Regions from separate parts of the Mus musculus genome. Here regions 1, 2, 4 and 5 are each linked to region 3. Evidence: chromatin contacts called from public HiChIP or PLAC-seq data. All regions are on one chromosome and are shown on one strand. Each heading gives the region's core, a stretch centred on a gene start, on an enhancer-like site or on the middle of the called end of the contact. The rest is flanking DNA. Distances are from core to core; before and after follow the strand shown.

Region 1 (2,841 bases), core at 293-2,792, 270 kb before region 3:
CTTCCTTACTTTCACTCAGCAAAGGGTGCTCTGGTCAGCGCTCTGTCTGAATATTAAAATCCCAAAATGTGTTGTCCGTGACTACCGCTGACAGGCACAGAGCTCCTGATGTGCCTAGGGGACAAAGAATCATACAACTGAACGCGGCATGTGCTCTGGAGATGGCTGTTTCCAAGAGCCAAAGGCAGTCTGGATGTTTAGGGAGGCCAGGATGCAAGGCTTGAGATAGCCTGAGTGATGGCCTGGGGCTGGCAAGTCTGCAGCCCTCCCCAGGTTCACACTTCAGCTCAGCTGGATCCCCACCCCCAGGCTCAGGCTGGAGAAATGGCTGACAGCAGGAAACTTAAACTCTAGGAAGCCTAATTGTGGCCTCGGAGCAGTGATGCAGTGACAGGTTTTAAATATGTCAGTGTTTTCTCTAGGACTGGCTGTGTACCCACAGCAGTTGCTCTGTGTGTGTGTGCGCGTGTGCCTGTGTACTCACCCTTCCCTGTGGTTCATATAGAGAGGCCAGAGGTCAGAGTTGGGTGTCTTTCTCTATTGTCTTCCATCTTCCATTTAAAATTTTTTCTTATTTGATGTGTATGGGTGTTTTGCCTGCATTTATGTCTGTGCACCATGTGGAAGCACTGCCTGTGGAGGCCAGAAGAGCGTGTTGCATCCCCTAGAACTGAAGTTACAGATGGTTGTGAGCCACCACATGGGTGCTAGAAATTGAACCTGGGTCCTCTGCAAGAGCAGCAACTGCTCTTAATCTCTGAGCAATCTCTGTAGCCCTTCCACCTAATTTTTTTTTGAGACAAGGTCTTTCACTGAACCTGGAACTGGCCATTTCAGCCAGATGGGCTGGCCAAGGAGCCTCAGAGATCTGCCTGTCCGTACCTCCCAAGCACTGGACTTACTACACGAGCCACTTTTCCATGGGTGCAGGGGATTTGAACTCAGGTCTTCATGCTGTGCCGCCCACCAAGCTGATTCTGAATTCATGTCACTAACAGATATTTAGGCATCTCCAGAGTGACCAGGACACAGACCAGCTTCCTCTTTAGGCCCCAGCACACGAGCTGATGACAGCACAGACTTCTGGAGCTGCTGCTGAGCCCAGAAGCTTATGGGAAAGAGAGATCATAGCCTGGCTGGAGAGGAAACAGGAAGGGCCGAGGGCGAGGACAGAACCAGCCCCATCCGTCTCCCTAGCTTACTCCACCACAGAGTCTCAGTTTCTTCATTTGCAAAGTGGATCAATAGTGTATGCTGGGTGACACTGTGGAGGGCTCAAATGAGGCTGAGTACATAGAGAGTGATGGATTGCAGCAATTATCCATGGAGAGCAGGATTAACCAGCAGCTCCCAGTGTAGCCCAGATCGCTCCATCAGAGAACTGGTACTACTGTATGAAGAACGAGAAATCTTTTCGCCTCGTCCTCCCACCTCCCTGGCTCTAAGACGGCAGCCATCTTTCCTCAAGCGTACTGAGTGGGTAGACAGTCCTGTGTTGGAGGAGGCAGGGCCAGAGGCAGTCCTTCCGCAGCTCCATACCCCGTCATTGCCATCCCTAGCTATGGAGATCTTTCCCCGCTAATGGCCCTAACCCCTGTGGCTGCCCTGGATTGAAATGTCAGTCACTTTAGCTGCCCCTGGACAAACGTGTTCAGTTGTCATCTGCTGAGTGCCCACGGCAACCACTGTGGCATAATAGAGACAAACACAGCACCAAACTGGAACATGATGGGTCCGGAATTATGTATTTAATTCACAGTTGGAACGGAGTGCTCATAAAATCTTGATCATGATAGAGAGGCTAATAAACACTTCAGATCATAATGATCTGGGGGTGGGAGGGGTGGCTTGGTGAAGCAGTTAGTTTTAAAGTGGTTAGAGACAGAGAAAGTCAGCCAGGCAGAACTCTCCAGACACCAATCCAAGGAGTCGTCTCCGCGGGGTTGGTAATGATCTTGAGCAAGCCCTATTCTGGGTCTGTGGATGTTAGTTTGAGAGGCACACACAGCGAGGGCTGCGCTGCTGCTTGTGGACATTGCTCTGTGCCTTATGCTGCATGGTGGCAGGTGCAGCCTGCCAGAAAGCATCCGCCTTCAACAGCCTGGAGCAGGCATCACACAGTCTGAGCCCAGAGGGCAGCCAGGGGTGGCTTCAGCTTAGCAGGCCATGTACCATGGTGTGGAGCAGGGATGCAGAGTGAGGGTGTGTGGGGAAGGGGAGGAGCTGTCCAGGGTAGAGAATGTGCTCCAAACCACTGACCTGTTGTGGTCCCTCAGGAGGCTTAAAGCTGCTGTGTTGGTGGGGAAAGCTACAGCCCTGAAGACTTAGTACAGGTCCAAATCCTGTCTTGCACATACTAGCCACATAACTTTGGGCAGCTCACTCACCTTCTCTGCAAAGTGGGGTCGATGATGAGCACCCATGGTAAAAAAGTAAGTTACGAAAACTCATTCTGAGCTCTGAAGAAGCAGGCACCCATCATGGGCACCCATCATGGGCACCCATCATGTCACGTGGCCAGAATGATGTCATTGGGAAAGGAGGCATCAAGACTGGTGAATTTGCAATTCTCCTGCCTCGACTTCCTGAGTTCTGGGATCATGGCTCTGAACCATCACACCCAACTGAGACGGTACCTGGAATCATATTCAGCAGGGTCGTTGGCATTTTCGGGTGAGGGGGCAGCTCAGGTTTGGTTGTGCTTTGGAGAGGGGCCCCTGACCACTGATCCATGAGACTGGAAGGTTTCAAAGTTTATTCATTCATTAAACCCTGACTATGCCCTATGGTAAAGTCTGTGTGCCAATAGGGCCAGCTCTGGAGATGCAAAGCCCCACCCTC
Region 2 (2,700 bases), core at 52-2,551, 330 kb before region 3:
CTCTGATGTAACGGAAAAGCAGCTACATACAGGTGTCTGGAAGGGCACACTGCAGCCCAGTGAAACTTTACAAAAGCATCTAGGATTGACCAGGTGCATAAACTGGTCTGTGTTGCTGGAGTCACCCTAGAGGGGCCTGGCAGTCATGGCAGAGAGGACATGTCTATGGGGGTGCCCTGTGGGCTTCCTTGCCATCCTTCAGCCATAACTGCAGGGAAGCACAGAAGGTGGGAGGGAGACAAGGAGGTGAAGAGAGAAGGGGAGAGGAAGTTCTCCTTGGTGTCATGGAACAGGACAAACAGGCTAGTGTGGGAACCAAGAGGGGCATCTGGAGCCAGCTGAGCAGCTCTGAGAGTCACTGGCCTCTCAAGCCTCAGAGTAGACAAAACTGTACTGACTGATGAGAGTGTATTGATTGATTGATTCTCATGCCACTTCTTCCCAGGGACAGTGTTTCTGGTGTGGAAGCCTAGCCTGCAGTGCAGAGTCACAAGTGCCTCAGGCTGAGTTAGAGTGGTCTTGTGTGTCCTGGCAGCAAGACACATTTGCATGAACTCAGCGGCCTGTCTGTTTTATGTTAACACATTAGAAATGCAATAGGAAGGGCTGGAGATGACAAAACAATGAAGAATGCTTGCAGCTCTGCAGAGGACCAGAGTTTGGTTTCCACAATCAGGTAGCTCACTACTGCCCATAGGTCCAGCTCCAGGGGATCAAATCCCTTCTTCTGGCCTCCTTGGGTAGTTGCATGCATATTTGCATACATACATGCATACATATACATGTACACATAAATTAATAAACCTTTAAAACTGAAACATGGTTTCGGAGAAACTGGTTCTTCTGTGATTTCAGTTGTGTGTCTCAGGCTTGCCCTCCAAGATACAGAAAAGTCATGTAGCTCACTCTGGCACTGTATCTCTGATCCTTGTGCCCACATGTCCTAAGTGCTTGAGGTTAGAGACATGGACCATGGCACCTGGTCTGTGTAGAGCAGGGAATGGTGAGCCCAGGACTTTGCATATGGCAGACACTCTCTCTTCTACCTGAGCTGCATCCGTAGCCCAATGAAGTCTGATGTCCAGCAGCCCTTCTAGAGCCTATTTACAAGCGTGGTCTAAGCCTTCTTTCACAGGAAACCTGCAGTGTAGACCCATGTTCAAAGTCAGGCTTCCAGAGTCCTTGCCAAGAGTTCCCTCTGCCATCAGAATGATGACATTTCCTGTTATCGATCTTATTCCGTGTGATTACACTGTGTTGTGACTGGCACTGTTGACCACACAGATATTTATAATACTTATTGCCATGGTGACTGATGACAGGAAGAGCTTTAGCTGCCATGTCTCATGGCGGGCTCATTTGTGCTATTTAGAAAACCCGTGACCTATTGGTGGCCACCCTGATCAGGCTCACAGCACATGGGGCCAGGCTGAGGGCTCCATCTCTTGAAGTGGTTGCAGTTTTCCTCTGTGTGTGTGTGTGTGTGTGTGTGTGTGTGTGTGTGTATGTGTGTGCTCTCCCGAGTGTGCACATGCAGGCGATTGTGCCTGTGTGTGTGTATGTGTGTGTGTGTATAGGCCTGAGTTTGACATCAGTGTCGTCCTGGGGAGGGACCTCCTGTCATGGTTGGGATGTCTCCTGAGTCTTGGCCATCGTTCTGTCCGTGCTTCATGCCTCCCACTTCCCCTGTCCAACGATGGCACTGGCCTTGAAGACAGCGGTGTCTTCGTCTCTGACCTACATGTCTGTGACTGTGGTTGTGCCCCAGCCATTGTTACCTACAGAGGGAAGAACCACCTCTTTTAATTTGTTTTAAGATTTCTTTTAACCTTCAAGGGGCATCCGGAGCTGTTTTTCATCTCTTCCCGACGGAGACAGATTTCCAGGGTGAGGCGAGGCTTCTAATTATGAGCTTTGGTTGTTCAAAAGCAAAACAAACCCTCACCCAAAACAAGCAGGCTCTCTTGCTTTTTCGGGAGAAAAATGACACATATGCATATTCATTTATATGGTAATTATTATTATTTAGCTACACAGGGACTAGAATTGGTAATTGAGAGCACAAAAAGATCTCAGGAAGAGCGTGCGTTCGGGGAAGCGTAACCCATCAGGAGTCTGTAGTTAATGCCCTGTTTCTTTTCTTTCCCCTGCTTTTTTCTTCTTTTGCAATCTCTTTGAAGAATTTTATTTGAAGTGACCATCAAATGCATTAGAGAAAGAGAAATTAGCAGTTTGTTTGAGAACTATGAAAAGGCGGCAGCTCAACCTGCCAGAGATATAAGAGGTAGCCCCGAGGGACAGTCGTGTCCCAGAGGTCAGCGTGCCCACACCACTTCTTGAGGAAGGCGTGAGCTTGAGAAGTCTGCAGAAAGGCAGGGTCAGAAGCAGAGATACTGGGTGCCCCAGGCCCACATGTGGCTGTTCTGTTGGATATGGTGATTGACACTCTCTTTCCTGGTCCAGATTTCTGCAAGTGCCCAGACTTCTTCCCATGGCTTCCTTCATGTGGCTTCCCAGCATGAAGGGGGCTTTGGGTTCAATTCCCAGCGCTGCATCAAAAACCTGATGTGGCAGAAAGAAAACAAAAAGGGAATATATTTTTGGCCACAGAACATCCATTCAAATAGTTCAGAGCTCAGAGCATACCGGAGACCCTTCTCCTGGTCACCCTATGCCGCCGCCGCCACCACCACATGATTC
Region 3 (2,781 bases), core at 87-2,586:
TAAGGCAGTGAATTCCAACTCTCTGTCCCAGGTACCTGCTAAGATCAGGAATCCAAGAAGTAAGCAAAACTTGTTCCACTGTGGAAACATCTCAGAGGGGCCAGTGCTAAGGATGCTGCTTCATGGGTTCCCTGTATCTAGCTTCTGTCCTCCTGGGAGCATTAATTAGCCCAGAAAGGTCTAACAATATAGGTCTGCCTATAGTCAAAGAACCCATCAGCATGCCCATACCTCTATGGAACCTGGAAACCGAGGTCAATTTTTAGAAGCACACTGCCCTCTAGCGGCACAAGATAAATTTGCGCCACTAAACTTCAACTTTACTTTTTCGGTCTCCCGGCGCCTAAAGAGGCAGAGCCACGGCCACGTGTAGGTTTTTTTTGGGTTTTGTTTTTGTTTTTGTTTTTCGAGACAGGGTTTTTCTATAGCCCTGGCTGTCCTGGAGCTCACTTTGTAGACCAGGCTGGTATCGAACTCAAAAATCCGCCTGCCTCTGCCTCCCAAGTGCTGGGATTAAAGGCGTGCCCCACCACGCCCGGCCCAAGTGTAGTTTTTAGCCAGACAGGAAAACAGACAAAAGTGCGGAGGACCAGCACCGAAAGGGAAAGTGATCTGTCTATAAACGCTGCTCCCACGCAAGTGCCAGCCACGCCTCCTAGAGGGCTTTGAATCTCACACCCCCAGCACACTTAAGATGGTGTTGTGATACTTTCCCGACAGTCAGTCCCAGAGCACCTGCTGCATAGTAGACCAGAGGTGCTGGGGAAGATGGATCTTGGGTGGCAAGGGCATGGATGGGTGCCTGAGACCTGTCTGTCACCCTGTGGGTACGAGCCCGGTAGAGATTGCCCTATCCATAGTCTTTCCCAGTAGTGGGGAAAGACCCCGCTAACGTGTGCCACTTGAGGACACTGAGGTTCCTGGACTGGCTACGACTGCAGAGGGTCCAGGAGGCCTGTTTCACCCAGAGCAAGTTTCCTACACTGCGCCCAAACCCTGGGCCCCGGGTCCCGAGAGTTCAGCAGCTGGAACCCATCGGCGGCGTCGGTGCCCGCGGAGGGGATGATCGTGCCCAGGCGCTCACCTTGACGATGAGCGGGTTCTGAAACATGGAGTCACGCACGACCCCCAGCCTTTCGTTCTCCATGCCCGTACGGATGTCGACCACCGTCAGCGGCCGTCGGGGCGGCGGGCAGATCTGGCTGACCGTGCGATGCACGGGCTGCTTCTTCTTTTTCCATGCCGTGAGGTCTTTCCCGGGTTTCGCCGGATCAGGCATCCCAGGGGCCTCCGGGATTAGACCTTGGCTGCAAAGCCCACAGAGTTCTGCGCTGTCTGAGGACTCCAGCCCCGAGCGAGCGCGCGCTCCGGGCTGCACCACGGGGACCCTGGGGTGCACCTCGCGGCAAGGCAGGCTCCGGAGCAGAGCGCGCCCACCTGCGGAGCCTCTGTCCAAAGCTTAAACCCCGCCAGTTCTTCGGAGTGATTTGGGCACCTCGCAGCAGACTGAGAGAGGGAAGAGTGTCTACACTACCCCTTTCGGAAAAATGGAACGTCCCGTCTCCTTGGTGACAAGACGCCAACAGCTCAAGAGCTTCCGGTTTTCTTTCTAGAAATTCTTAGCAACCACAGAGACCTTTTAGACCTGTCTCAAATCAACATAGAAAAACCCAAGAATCAAATCTAGGTTGTGTTAAAAGAGAAGAGGTTTTAGAGGATCACTTATCCTTGGCTTCCACCCTCTAACTACCCTACTCTAGTTACAGTTCCCTCCCAAGGGAATCTTTTCTTCTTCTTCTTCTTCTTCTTCCTTCTTCTTCTTCTTCTTCTTCTTCTTCTTCTTCTTCTTCTTCTTCTTCTTCTTCTTCTTCTTCTTCCTTCTTCTTCTTCTTCTTCTTCTTCTTCTTCTTCTTCTTCTCCTCCTCCTCCTCCTCCTCCTCCTCCTTCTCCTTCTTCTTCTTTTCTTCTTCTTTTCTCCTTTTCTTCTTCTTTTCTTCTTTTCTTCTTCTTTTCTCCTTCTTTTCTTCTTCTTTTCTCCTTTTTTCTTCTTCTCTTCTTTTCTCCTTCTTTTCTTCTTCTTCTCTTCTTCTTTTCTTCTTCTTTTCTCCTTCTTTTCTTCTCTTCTTCTTTTCTCCTTCTTTTCTTCTTCTCTTCTTCTTCTCTTCCTCCTCCTCCTCCTCTTCTTTCTCCTCCTCCTTCTCCTCCTCCTTCTTCTTCCTTCCTTTCTTCTTCTTCTTTTCTCCTTCTTTTCTTCTTCTCTTCTTCTTCTCTTCCTCCTCCTCCTCCTCTTCTTTCTCCTCCTCCTTCTCCTCCTCCTTCTTCTTCCTTCCTTTCTTCTTCTTCTTCTTCTTCTTCTTCTTCTTCTTCTTCTTCCTCCTCCTCCTTCTTCCTTCTTCCTTCTTCTTCTTCTTCTTCTTCTTCTTCTTCTTCTTCTTCTCTCTCTCTCTCTCTCTCTCTCTCTCTCTCTCTCTGGGATATGGTACTAACACAGTCGTACTGCAATAGAAATATGCATTCTTAGGCTTGAGGTCAATGCTAATTCAGTGGGTGGTCCCAAGCCAGTTTCCCTGTTGGACACTTCCTCCCACCTCGAAAGAAAAAAAAAATATGGATTAGATCAATAGTGTCTGACTCTGGAATCAAATGGAGGGAAACTGAAAAAGATCATCAGGTTTGGTTCACTGAGTAAGAATATCTGAAAATAAGGCCGGGGAGATGGCTCGGGGTGTGAAGGCACCTGCCTCTAAGCCTGACAACCCAGTTTGTTTCTCAGGACCCATA
Region 4 (2,700 bases), core at 119-2,618, 450 kb before region 3:
ATTTCTCAGTTCGAGGCCAGCCTGGTCTACAGGGTGAGTTCCAGGATAGCCAAGGCTATACAGAGAAACCCTGTGTCGAAAAACCAAAAAAAACAAAAAACAAAAAAACAAAAAACTAGGGCTGGAGAGATGGCTCAGTGGTTAAGAGCACTGACTGCTCTTCCAGAGGTCCTGAGTTCAATTCCCATCAACCACATGGTGGCTCACAACCATCTCTAATGGGATCCGATGCCCTCTTCTGGTGTGTCTGAAGATAGCTACAGTGTACTCAGCATATATATATATATATATAATAAAACTTTAAAGACAAAACCAGTGAGAAAGGCTTGGGTATGGTTAGTCCAGGCTCTTTATCTCCTGTAAGTTCCTCTCCTCGCTTGGCGGGCTCAGGGGTTATGAGTGTGGAGGGGTGCCAGATCTCTGCTGTTTGAAGACTGCTGTGCTGTTACGCTCTGGCGCTTCTGCTCAGCCTTACAGACACCCCTTCAGACCAGTTCTTAAAAAGCACACTCTCGTTTTTTTCAGACTGTGTACCAGCCGTGTGGCCAGCTGGGGCTCGTAGGCCCTGAGGGTGCGTTTTTTTTTCTCTTTTATAGACAGGATGCACACCCATCGCTCCCCCCTAGGAGCATAATAAGTGTCAAGAGTTGACCACAGTTTGAAAACGTTTGCTGGGGCTCCTGAGTTGAGTTATGGAAGGGAAAGAAGAGTGTGGTCCCACAGGGGACACCATGGATGCGATGGAGAAGACCTGCTGCTCTTCTGGAGTGTTGGGGCTAGAGGGCCCAGCAGAGCTTGGTTCTCTCATGTCCTGTCCCCATCTCCTGCCTCCTGCCTCTCCTTTGTCCTGGGACCCTTTCCACTCCCCTCGGGCCACAGTGGTGCCTGCCTACCCCAGCCACCCCTCACAGCACGGCTCCCGCTTGTGCCTGTCTTGCCTGTCTTCAGGCCCACAGACAAGGATTCCTTGGCTGTATTTGAACCAAGAGAGCCAAGATTTTTCCTCATCCTCAGATCTTCCCCTCTGGAACTCCACCCAATCACCTGAGAGGACATATGGGGTGTCTAGGGCATGGACAGGGTGGAGTGAAGGCTCTCAAATCTGGGGACTGAGGTCACCCATGAAAGTGGGGTCACCATGAACAGCAAGGGCTAGGGCTCAGCTGGATAATGCTGGGTCACACCTGGGTTTTAGGGACCTTTCGGGGCTGTTCCAATGTTAAAGGTAGCATGAGCCTTGCCGCCTGGTCTTCCCCCATCCACTCCTCTTCTTGGGCAGCATGTTCCAGCTGGGGGTAGTATGGAGCCAACTCTGCCATTTGCAGCCCTCAGCTGACCTAGGGAACATTTCCATCCTTATCAGTGATTTACATGGCAGCCGTGGGGCAGGCTTCACCCATATTCAAAAGGAGTCCAGAGCCCAGCACTGGGGGTCCAGTGTCAAGCAGCCAACCAAGGAGATATTTTATACGACAGTCAACTGCCTAATGTGGCCAATTTGTTTCAATATTAAAATACTGGTTTTTAAGATATTTTTTATTTTTAAGTGTGTGTGTGCGCGTGTACACAGAAGTGCTAGTGCCCCTAGAGGCCAGAAGTTGGAATTATAAGCAGTTGTGAGCTACCTGATGTGGGGGCTGGGAGTTAAACTTGGGTTTTCTGCAAGGGTAGCAGCTCTTAAGCCCTGAGCCATTTCTATAGCCTGAGAGCATTTGTTTGGCTATTCTCCAGCGAGTAGCTGACTGATGCTCTGCACGGCCTCACCAGCACCACCTGGTACAGGTTCCCCCCCCCCAGACCTTTCCTGCCCCCCACAGAGGAGTTAGGGCTCCAGCCTTCTCCCACCTCCCACCATACTCAGCCGCTCCTGAGTCTGCAGCTGGAGGATTAACGCTTTGAAAGCTGGGGCTCCTAAGGTATGTGACCTTGAGTGAGGGCCACCCTGTCTGGGACAGGTGATTTCCACAGGGCTGGGTGGTGTCTCTTAGCTCATACAATGGTACAGGTGGTGGGAATTTCTAGCCAAATAGGAAGTGAGGAGGCGCCAGCAGGGGTAGAGAAAGAGGGTCTTTAACTCCAGTCAAATTCCAGTAGATGGGCGGGGCCCACCACACCCACTGACTCCACCTTCCTCAACAAGAGGTGTCTTGACGGAGACAGAGACTGTAGCTAGCCTATCCCTCACTGGACAAAACTGTCACAGGCCAGGCTGTAAGATACCTCCAGGCTTCCTCGGCCCCTGGGCTGCTGCCTATGTGAAACCCATCCTACGAACCCCACTTATCTCTGGGTACGGAGCTGCTCCAGCCCAGCCTGGGCCACCAACCTGGGCCCTGATACCTGTGCCCATACCACCTTGGTCTGTGATTCGAAATGGAGAGCCAGCCTACCCTGCTGTGAGGCTGCTGTGGTCCTTGCCCCTTCTGTGTTAGGGGCACCCTAGGGATAAACAAACTGACTGCCCCTGACCTCAACCACTCTCCACCTCAGCCAACCTGGAGGGGCATGGCCACCTGCTTCCCCTTCTCTGCTCACCTTTCTCCTGGCCCCACCCCGCCCCACTGCAGAAGTGGCTGAAACCTGATATTGTCTTGGTTTTGTATAGCAAACAAAACACATGTAAATCAGGTGTGTGTGTGTGTGTGTGTGTGTGTGTGCATGTGTATGTGTGTGTATACACATACACACACACACACACAC
Region 5 (2,700 bases), core at 59-2,558, 360 kb before region 3:
GCTAAAGAAGATTAGATCGCAGTATGAAAAGCGCCTAGGGCTTAAAATAAATGAGCGGAGACGAAAGCCACTTCAAAAATGTCCAGGAAGCACACTGAACCCCCCCCCCCCCAGTGCAAGCTGCAGTGTGGCTGCTGCTTTCTTTGTTGGGGAGGCCTCATCTTTGCTTCCCCAGCTGACAAGTCTACCGAGGCCTGAGGCCTTTGAGGAAGCAGGTCTCGGGGACAGAGGGCTGCGCTGTGGCTTTACATGGGCAGGTGTCATTATCCCAGGTCAGAACGCTAGCTCTCAGCCTTGAGGCTCCCTCTGATTTCATTCTCAGCCCCTGGGCAAGACTTTTCCCCTTTGCTAGGCCTTAGCCTCTGTTTCTGTAAAAGGTGGGGGATTGGATAGAAACTCTTCAAGCTATTGAAACTTCCTCTCTGTGCCCAGCAGCTGTCGAGGGAAGAAATCCAGAAAGAGGAAATGACTTGCCCAAAGCCACCAGCTAACTCCTCTGGCCTGTCTTATTCTGCAGTGTCTTGTCTGTCTTCGGAGCAGAAGGTTTTCATCTGACTTGACACTGCCTGGTGCTGTGGCCCCCGGAGCCCCTGAGAGCTCCTCCAGCTTGACCCATGCAAACAGGTGAGCTACAGGAGCAGGAGTGACTCGGTCCCCAGCACTTGCTGCTCTTCCAGAGGGCCTGGGTTTAGTTCTCAGCACCTAGATCTATTGGCTCACTGCTTGCAACTCTGGCTCCAGGGTTCCAAAGTCCCTTTCCCAGCCTCTGCTCTTCCTCTGTCCCACCCTTATACACATTAATACATAAAGATAAAACTTGTGAGACAGGAACGATTGTTGTCCAAAGTGAGGTGAGATTAAGATTAGTCTAAAGATTAAGTGAGATATCACTATGTACCCACACTGTCCACTCCCTATAGGCCAGTCACTGTCGGGGACTTCAGGGTAGTTGTGGGAGGAATGCCTGAGTGTTCCCCACTGCTCAGGGTAGAAACTTAGGCTCACTGTAAATCTGTCAAATTTACAACATCTAGAGTTGGACTTGTGGCTATCATCGTAGGCTGTGTGTACCTCCCTCTGGGTTACTACACAGAGTCCTTCCTCCACGATGCCACCCTTGCCTCTTCCACAGCTACACGCAGCTTTCCTCCCCCTAGGCCAGGACACCTCCACCTCTTTCTCCCCCACTCCCATAGTGTTTTCGACCCAGCTCGTCGCCGGCGCTCCATCCCCCTTTACCCTGGTTTGACTTGGACTGGCCTTCGCCTCACAGAGTGCCCAGAAGCTTGCAGTGCCTCCGTGGGTGTGCGGCCCCGAGGGCGGGAAGGCCCCTCAGGAAATGGGCGTGGGCGGGGTCGAGGCCATAGAGGCCAGGCAGGCTTGGCCGATTGTGACCACAGGTGCTATGGCAACCCGGTCACATGACTCGGCCGGCCGCCCAAACCAGGAGACCCGCCCAGTTTCCCCCCACCCCCACCCCCATATGATCTGGGCGCATATGACTTTTCCTCCTGTAGAAACCGGTCCCACGTCTGCCCCAGCGTCTTTCATTTAAAGATGGGGAAACTGAGATCCAGGGAGCAGGGTCAGCTTCCAGCGCCCAGATCCGCACAGTTGGCTACACCAGAAGCAGGATTTATTCTGTCATCCGATCCCCCATTGCTCTGTAGCTCCACAGGCGTTCTGGGGTTTGCTTTGTGGCCCTGGGGAGGGAGAGCCGACTGCAGATCAGGACCTCGGTGGATGGAATCCGGGACCAGGACTCGCCCCAGCTGAGGCGCTCACCGATGACGCATAGCTTGGCGTCCCAGCAACGCCGTTACTAAGGAGCGGAGCGCTGTCGGAAACATGGATGCAACCACAGCCCCTCATCGCATTCCCCCGGAAATGCCTCAGTACGGGGAAGACTACTACATTTTCGAGATGATGCAGGTGATCAGGCGCCCGAGGATAGGGAATACGGCTACCGGGCCGGGCCGGCAGCATGGTCTGGGGGGAAATCCCTTTCCTCAGTTTCCCCACCTGTGAAATGGCGCAGTAGTCTCCAGGGCCTCTTCTGGCATTGTATGGGAAACCTCAGCCGGTTCCTGAGCCCTGAGTCTTACCTAAGCTGGGCCTTGGAAGCCCTAACAAGCTAGGCTCACCCACCTCACTCCAAGACCAGTTAAAGAGATAAGCAACAGAAAAAAAGAAAAAGTCAGAGAAAGGCTTATTTCCTGTGACCACAATGGAAGGAGGAACACGTTCAAGAAGTTCAGTGACCTGCTTCCCGGGGCTAGTTTTGGGGTCCACACAAGTCTAGTGTGATCCCGCACCTCACTGACCCATATCTGTCTCCGTTCCACTCCCTCCTGCAAGGTGGTCTGACAAGTTGGAGGAAAACTTCCCAGGAGACCCGCCCCTCTGGCTGGTGCCAGCCTTTTCCTTCTCCTGGCATGAGGTTCCTGGGAAATTCCAGTTCCCAGGACCAAACCGATTGTCTCAGCCGTCAGGCAAAAGACACATGTGTTTTGTCTCATGAGGGTGTCTTTGACCCTGTTAGGACAAGTAGGGGACCGTATAAGTTTTAGATGGCATCCCTATCCAGGTGGTCTCCTCTGGGGCAGCATATTTTCTACATAGCCTCTATCCTCAGAATTGGCCTTTTGAAAGCCCTCGTCCCTCATCCCTTATACTAGCTCCCAGCTTGTCCTGGTTCCC

What was found. HiChIP or PLAC-seq counts read pairs in DNA pulled down with a chosen protein or histone mark.
Region 1: an H3K4me3 HiChIP or PLAC-seq map of bone marrow-derived macrophages shows a contact between it and region 3, with 6 times the contacts expected there. The contact joins the enhancer-like site here to the promoter of Cfap77 in region 3. A contact is called at or near these places in 11 of 39 promoter capture datasets (the C10 cell line, cranial neural crest, embryonic stem cells and 7 more), 1 of 15 datasets of contacts at CTCF or cohesin (the NIH/3T3 cell line), 6 of 484 Hi-C or Micro-C datasets (bone marrow-derived macrophages, cerebral cortex, embryonic fibroblasts and 3 more), 14 of 115 datasets of contacts at active chromatin or transcription factors (the 230-238 cell line, acute myeloid leukemia, bone marrow-derived dendritic cells and 9 more) and 4 of 9 other capture datasets (adipose tissue, embryonic stem cells, liver and 1 more).
Region 2: a contact with region 3 is called in a FOXA1 HiChIP or PLAC-seq map of pancreatic cancer cells. The contact joins the enhancer-like site here to the promoter of Cfap77 in region 3. A contact is called at or near these places in 3 of 39 promoter capture datasets (cranial neural crest, hippocampal neurons and liver), 2 of 15 datasets of contacts at CTCF or cohesin (the NIH/3T3 cell line and large pre-B cells), 1 of 484 Hi-C or Micro-C datasets (bone marrow-derived macrophages), 15 of 115 datasets of contacts at active chromatin or transcription factors (the 230-238 cell line, bone marrow-derived macrophages, embryonic basal ganglia and 10 more) and 2 of 9 other capture datasets (liver and macrophages).
Region 4: an H3K4me3 HiChIP or PLAC-seq map of embryonic stem cells shows a contact between it and region 3, with 23 read pairs. The contact joins the enhancer-like site here to the promoter of Cfap77 in region 3. A contact is called at or near these places in 9 of 39 promoter capture datasets (the C10 cell line, the HPC-7 cell line, cranial neural crest and 5 more), 1 of 15 datasets of contacts at CTCF or cohesin (embryonic stem cells), 1 of 484 Hi-C or Micro-C datasets (embryonic stem cells), 11 of 115 datasets of contacts at active chromatin or transcription factors (acute myeloid leukemia, bone marrow-derived macrophages, embryonic basal ganglia and 6 more) and 4 of 9 other capture datasets (embryonic stem cells, liver, macrophages and 1 more).
Region 5: a contact with region 3 is called in an H3K4me3 HiChIP or PLAC-seq map of embryonic basal ganglia, with 5 times the contacts expected there. The contact joins the promoter of Spaca9 here to the promoter of Cfap77 in region 3. A contact is called at or near these places in 24 of 39 promoter capture datasets (the 3T3-L1 cell line, 3T3-L1-derived adipocytes, the C10 cell line and 16 more), 3 of 15 datasets of contacts at CTCF or cohesin (embryonic stem cells, large pre-B cells and pro-B cells), 72 of 484 Hi-C or Micro-C datasets (B cells, the Ba/F3 cell line, the C2C12 cell line and 48 more), 29 of 115 datasets of contacts at active chromatin or transcription factors (the SCID.adh cell line, T-cell acute lymphoblastic leukemia, Th17 cells and 21 more) and 5 of 9 other capture datasets (adipose tissue, embryonic stem cells, liver and 2 more).

Annotation. Positions count from the first base shown.
Region 1 is chr2:28,785,254-28,788,094 of GRCm38.p6, forward strand. All of the region lies in intron 11 of Ak8 (adenylate kinase 8), which reads left to right. Among named protein-coding and RNA genes, the nearest start is that of Mir3088, 53 kb to the left of the region's middle. Within about 2 kb of position 1,543, at least 13 of the 459 cell types and tissues checked have an H3K27ac peak or open chromatin away from gene starts, as enhancers often do. A contact at or near this core is called in bone marrow-derived macrophages, where this site is marked.
Region 2 is chr2:28,718,935-28,721,634 of GRCm38.p6, forward strand. All of the region lies in intron 5 of Ak8 (adenylate kinase 8), which reads left to right. Among named protein-coding and RNA genes, the nearest start is that of Mir3088, 13 kb to the right of the region's middle. Within about 2 kb of position 1,302, at least 5 of the 459 cell types and tissues checked have an H3K27ac peak or open chromatin away from gene starts, as enhancers often do. A contact at or near this core is called in pancreatic cancer cells, where this site is marked.
Region 3 is chr2:29,053,730-29,056,510 of GRCm38.p6, forward strand. Cfap77 (cilia and flagella associated protein 77) reads right to left here and starts at 1,337. Exons shown (of 6, transcript NM_001166705.1): 1 at 1,085-1,337. The coding sequence starts at 1,279.
Region 4 is chr2:28,605,558-28,608,257 of GRCm38.p6, forward strand. No RefSeq gene overlaps it. Among named protein-coding and RNA genes, the nearest start is that of Gm22675, 12 kb to the left of the region's middle. Within about 2 kb of position 1,369, at least 53 of the 459 cell types and tissues checked have an H3K27ac peak or open chromatin away from gene starts, as enhancers often do. A contact at or near this core is called in the HPC-7 cell line and pre-B cells, where this site is marked.
Region 5 is chr2:28,698,343-28,701,042 of GRCm38.p6, forward strand. It overlaps Spaca9 (sperm acrosome associated 9), which reads right to left and starts at 1,309. Exons shown (of 5, transcript NM_027283.1): 1 at 1,240-1,309. It overlaps Ak8 (adenylate kinase 8), which reads left to right and starts at 1,819. Exons shown (of 13, transcript NM_001033874.2): 1 at 1,819-1,932. The coding sequence starts at 1,849.